Regions from separate parts of the Astyanax mexicanus genome. Here region 2 is linked to region 1. The links are chromatin contacts, called in public Hi-C maps. All regions are on one chromosome and are shown on one strand. Each heading gives the region's core, a stretch centred on a gene start, on an enhancer-like site or on the middle of the called end of the contact. The rest is flanking DNA. Distances are from core to core; before and after follow the strand shown. Region 1 holds the start of srsf6a (serine and arginine rich splicing factor 6a). Region 2 holds the start of aar2 (AAR2 splicing factor).

What was found. A called contact is a pair of places that touch in the nucleus more often than the background predicts.
Region 2: a contact with region 1 is called in a Hi-C map of muscle, with 14 times the contacts expected there. The contact joins the promoter of aar2 here to the promoter of srsf6a in region 1. A contact is called at or near these places in 2 of 3 Hi-C or Micro-C datasets (both in muscle).

The regions. Positions count from the first base shown.
Region 1 is chr13:47,344,150-47,347,195 of AstMex3_surface, forward strand. It overlaps srsf6a (serine and arginine rich splicing factor 6a), which reads right to left and starts at 1,439. Exons shown (of 6, transcript XM_022676780.2): 1 at 1,256-1,439. The coding sequence starts at 1,362. It overlaps arl6ip5b (ADP-ribosylation factor-like 6 interacting protein 5b), which reads right to left. Exons shown (of 3, transcript XM_049463171.1): 3 at 2,649-3,046.
Region 2 is chr13:47,569,863-47,572,908 of AstMex3_surface, forward strand. aar2 (AAR2 splicing factor) reads left to right here and starts at 1,562. Exons shown (of 4, transcript XM_007237649.4): 1 at 1,562-1,666; 2 at 2,904-3,046. The coding sequence starts at 1,585. It overlaps zgc:113278 (Translocating chain-associated membrane protein 1-like 1-like), which reads right to left and starts at 966. Exons shown (of 11, transcript XM_022676776.2): 1 at 707-966. The coding sequence starts at 826.

The sequences.
Region 1 (3,046 bases), core at 189-2,688:
GTCAGCAGAGGGAAGCATGAAGCATGGAGACTAGGGTACCAGGTCTGGGTAATTATCATGCGCTACACCAATAGAGTCCTTTTTTTTTTTGCTGTTTTTAGCAAAAGAAAAATTCACACTTATCTCATTTCTCCTTTATATATATATATATATATATATATATATATATATATATATATATATATATATATATATATATATATATATATATAAAACATATCGTTTATTTTACTTTAATCCTGGATATATTTGCATTATTATTAGTATCATGACTGATCATTATGGATCACTGACTTCTGTTACAAATCTGATAAAATTCTTGTATTAGTTTAATATCTCAGTTAGGGGTGTATATCATATCATATTGTATGCAATAATACACTAGGGGTGGGCAATATTATATCGTATACAATATATCGTGACACAGAAATATCACGATATTAAAAACTCATACTGTGATAATAGAGATGTTCTGTCTAAAAAGTAGTCTATTATTTACTGTGAAGCTTTAGGTGTATTTATTGTATAGTTGTTTTAGTTTGCAGTTTATATGCATGCACTAAATATTCTGCAATATTATTTGCTGCATTATATAATTTTATGCAATATTATTTATTTTGCCACATTATGATTATTCTGTTATACTATTAAACTATTTTCTTGAAATGAATTCATTATTTTAGTTTTCCTTTATCGCCAAGTATATCGTTATCACAAACATATCACCCCTATAATACACTTTAATTTTTTTTTTTTTTTTGGTGTTTTATCATATCACCAAGAGTATCGTTATCACGAAAATACCATATAATATCGTGATATTATTTCAAGGCCATATCGCACACCCCGATATGATATGCAATTTCATATATGTTATTTATTATAATAAACTATTTACAAAATTTAAATATTTTTACATTATATAAACTATAATTTGATGGCCTGCACTTTTTAAAAACGAATATAAAGCGAAATTAAACATTTAAATCGGGATTATAAGTGAATAAAATAGGAGAATCTTAAGTAGGACACCGAAGTTCCCGAATTTTCCGTTCCACCTTAACAAGCCCATGTATCGCAATGCACTATTTAAGGTAGAATTGCTAACTCGCGTCCCGCCGCGCTGCTGATATTCTCGCTTATATAAGGCAGGAGGTTGTAGTGTTGTATAATCCGCGGTTCTGGCCGCGGCGAAATCGTGCAGCGCCACGCCGCGCTGGGGCTCTCCTGCAGCGGTAAGAGTCGGTGCGGTTACCCGTTCTTCAGATCCACCTCCAGCAGCTTCCCGTAGCCGCTGAAGAACCGCTGGATGTCCTTCTCCCGGACGTGGTAGCTCAAACGGCCGATATAAACCCGTGGCATGTCGGCAGCAGCTTCAGCACAGGCCCGCAGAACCAGAACCGCGGCCCAAAGACCCCCACCACCACCAGGCTCCGCCCACTGCTTCCCCCAACCCTTCAAAATTAAAGTCTGACTCCTACGCTACAATACATACACCACTAACATGCTCCGCCTTTTGCTGCCCCGACCCTTCAAAATAAGAGTCTGACTCCTACACTACACTACACACACCACTACCACCACGCTCCTCCCACTGCTACCCCGACCCTTCAAAATAAGAGTCTGACTCTTAAACTACACTACACACTGAACACCAACGTACTTAACTCTAATTCAGACTTACAAATAATCGTTAAAACGCCCTATTAAACAAATCTTTTTCAATAAAAATTAATAAACAATGACTGTAAAATAATTTCCCTCAATTTATTTATTCCCTAAATTATTTTCTAAATCTAACAGCTTAATAAAATATTTTCAAAACAAATGTCATAATCTTTTTTTCTTTTAACTGTTCTTTTAATAGTATATAAATTATTATTAATTTCCCCTGATTTAACAAATAATTGTAAAATTTGTCAATGCAAAACAATGATGATTTACAACAATTAGCTGTAATAATCCAGTCCATCAGTTCAATCCCTTTTTTTACTCAATTCAATGATCAGTTAAACTTCATAGATTATTATTTCTTTCAAATGTCATAATCTGTTCCCTTAAGTGTTTACTCATAATATTCTGTTCACTTTAGTGTAAAATTATTAAATAAAAAAAGGTTTAATTAACAATTTCTTTCTATTTAATTTACTAAATTATTATTTTTATAATTTTATTATAAATTATACATTTCTCTTGATTTAACAAATATTTTAATTAATGTAATAACCAATGATGATTTAATGATTTTTCACAGTTATTAATAATAATCCATTCCATCAGTTCAATACCTTTTTTTACTTAATTCAGTGATCAGTGGGATTTGATAAATTATTTCCTTCAAATGTCAGTCTGTTCAGTATGAAATTAATATAAATGTTCATTTAATTCATTATATTTAATTTAATATACTTAATAAATTATATAATAATAATTGTATTATAACTGATTGATTTCTCCTTATTTAACAAATATTTTCGTTAATGTAAAAACATTTTTGAAATTTGACTTAGTGTTTAGTGCCCCTTTAAACAGTAAGTCTTACATCTGATTTGATATTGCATATCGCAATGTTACAATATTATTGCTTCTACGTAAACATAACACAAAAAAAATAAAAAGATGAAAGAATAAAAGCACATTTCTGCAGGTTTCCGTCAGTCAGAAGAAGCTTTTATTGAATCGGCTTTTATTAAATGGTGAAAGTGCGTACAGGGTCCCTCTTTGGATTAATAACCACAGTCCTGGTCTGATTCGTCCATAAAAACAACAGAATACACATAAATATAAACCTGCTGCGGCTACAGAACTGGATCAGGCCTGATCGTAAAAATGCATAGATGTAATATTTCATTAGTACATAAATATAATAATGATGTTGAGTTGAGTTTGTGACTGATTAAGTGTTTTCTGATTTACAAATTTAATAACTTTGGTTTGTGGAATACTGACCAAGTGAGCCAAATATACTGTATATATAACATAATAAAAATTCAAATGTATACACTTCATATATTTATGTATATATTTATGTGTGTAAGACAAAAAT
Region 2 (3,046 bases), core at 312-2,811, 230 kb after region 1:
TTATGAAATGGGTCTAGGCTCTTATGGGTTAAAATTGATAAGCTTTCTACTGGTGGAATGGGCACTTATTTGTTTGTTGGGTAGATATGTCTAACTGTGCTATTCAAGAAGAAGGGATTCCAAGCAACCAATGAGAACACCCTGCAAAAATGCAGACCCTTTAAAGCTGTGTAACATAGCACTGAAAGAAATCCTTGTTATTTATGTTAGATCATGATTTTAACCTTAAAATATTTACAGTCATGTGTCCACAATAAGAAACAATCATGGATGAGCTGCTCTCTGAATTTATAAATAGGTCTGTGCTCTTATTGGTTAACATTAATAAGCTTTCTATTGGTGGAATGGGCACTAATTTGTTAGCTATTAAATTATAATCAGATAATTATCTGCCTAAATTATAATTGGGTATCAGTATTGAGGAATAGGTCTGGGCTCTGACTGGTTAATCAAGTGTTTAAATTAGGAGTTTTGCTCTGATTGGTTAATCAGTGGTTTAGCTCTGATTGGGTAATTAGGAGTTTAAATCAGGGATTTATATCTGAATGGTTAATAATGGTTTAAATCAGAGGTTTAGCTCTGATTGGTTAATTAGGGGTTCAAATGAGTGGTTTAAATGAGGGTTTTAGTATTGATTGGTTAATCAGGGGTTTAAAACAGGGGTTTAGTCTCAGTTTAACCGGTTTAAACCCGGATTAAAGCTCACCTCGAACATCAGCCCCAGCAGGATGATCATCGCCACACACGAAACCATATCGGCGTGATTCTGGATCACAAACTCGTGGCTCAGAACCGGGGGGCTCTTGTTCTTCTTTCTGAAGCCCATGCTGGAGCTGCGCGCGCGCGGTAATCCGGGTCAGAAGCTCAGGTGTGCGCAGGTAGAGGGTAATGCAGGTATTGAGCTGAGAGTGGGGGGGGGTAAGTTTGGAGGATCTGCTGCTGCTGCTTCTCCCAAAGCTAACACTACACCAGCTGCCGGAAACGTACAAAATAAAAGCCACTTCGCACAATAAAGGTCTCCGTACAAAATAAAAGTCCTTTACCGGAAAACGAATACATAAGAGGCGCTGTATAGAAGCATTAAAGAAAAATATTTGAATTAGTTTTTGTATTGGTTAGTTTCATTAAAACAAAAAAGAAAAATATGTATCGTAATGTAAACTTGCAGACTTGTATGCTTGTATATTAAAAAACTATTTCTCAATGTAATAATTTATTTCATATTTCATGTTTACAAGCATTTCTTTATTCATTTCATTATATAATACTGTCACAAAAATAAAAACTAAACTTTATTTACGTTGTTTAATAGACAGAATCGGTTATTGTTGATGCTCTGAATCTACATTTACAGTGCTTTTAGGTGAAAGTGGTTCCCACTAATAATTAATAATAATAATAATTATTATTATTAGAAGTAGTAGTAGTATTCTACACTGCAAGTCCACAGTACTGGCTATGAAATATGAAAATAGAATACAAACAGGAGATACATATTTTATATAAGTAATTTTTTTGTTCTGACTCTTATTTTGAAGTTTGTCGAGCTTTTGAACCGGAAGTTTTTAGTGTAGCTGGCGTTGTATGAACGGTGTGTGTTTGGATCTGTGTTTATTTACTGTATTTAATATTTCCTCTATTCTCTGCACTGCAGCAGTAAGTCCGGGTAAATCCGCTTATTAATTAAATCTGTTTCTATTTATTAGATAAATAAATGACTTTATTTTTTCAGCGCCGGTTAATATTTAACTATAATAATTCTACCACTCTCTTATAGATTACTGTAGATGTACATGTGTGTTCAGTTTAGAGAGAGATTTAGTTTATTAAAAGCTTTACTCACATGTATTTCGTATTATTTCACTGTGCTGGAGCTTTATTTAACTGTTCATCACTCATTAAAAGATGTATAGATGGATGGATGGATGAATAGATAGGTGGATGGGTAGATGCATGTGTGGATGAATAAATAGATGGATGAGTAGATAGATAGATGAATGAGTAGATGGATAGATTAATGGGTAGATTAATGGGTGGATGAATAGATGAATGAGTAGATGGATAGATTAATGGGTAGATGAATGGGTGAATGAATAGATGAATGGGTAGATGGATAGATGAATGGGTTGATGGATGGGTAGATGGATAAATAAATGGATGGTAGATGAATAAGTAGATAAATAAGTAGATGAATGGCTAGATGGATGGGTAGATGGATATATGAATGGGTGGATGAATAGATGAATGTTTAGATGGACGAGTAGATGAATGGATAGATGGATAAGTAGATGCATGGATGAATAGAGGAATGTTTAGATGGATAAGTATATGAATGGTCAAGTAGATGGATGGATGAAAGAATTGATTGATGGATGGCTAGATGGGGAATTGATAGATTGGTGGATAGATGGGTAGATGATGGATGGATACATAGATGGGTGGGTGAATGGATGGATGGTATATGTGTGGATCAGTTAATGGATAGATGGTAGATTATAGATGGATGGATGAATAGATGAGTCTATGATAGATTGGTGGATAGATAGATTGGATGCATGGATTGCTTAGTAGCACCGCAAGCATCGCCTGGTCCTTTTCCAGTGTTCCAATTAATATACCAGCAAATATCTGTTAAAAATATGTAGATGATGATTCTAAAAAAGTAAAAGTAATTATCGTCCAGCACCGATCTAAGTGTTTGATGTGGTGCAGTGGATAACACCACCTGCCTTTGAGCTACTATATGGGAGACTGAGGTTCAATTCCAGGTCTGGGTACAAGTCCTTGGGCAGGACTCCTAACAAAAGATTGGTCCACCTCTGTAATAGAAATAAACCTATAGGAATAAGTTGTTTTTTGTAATTATTATAAGATGTGCTTGAACTTCTGCTCTGTTTCTTCAGGAATGGCAGAAGCAGGAGCAGACATGGACCCTGAGGTGGCTCTAGGACTGTTTGAAGAAGGAGCTACGTTGGTTCTGCTGGGCGTTCCTGAAGGAACAGAGCTGGGTATCGACTACAAGAGCTGGCAGGTGGGTCCCCGGTTC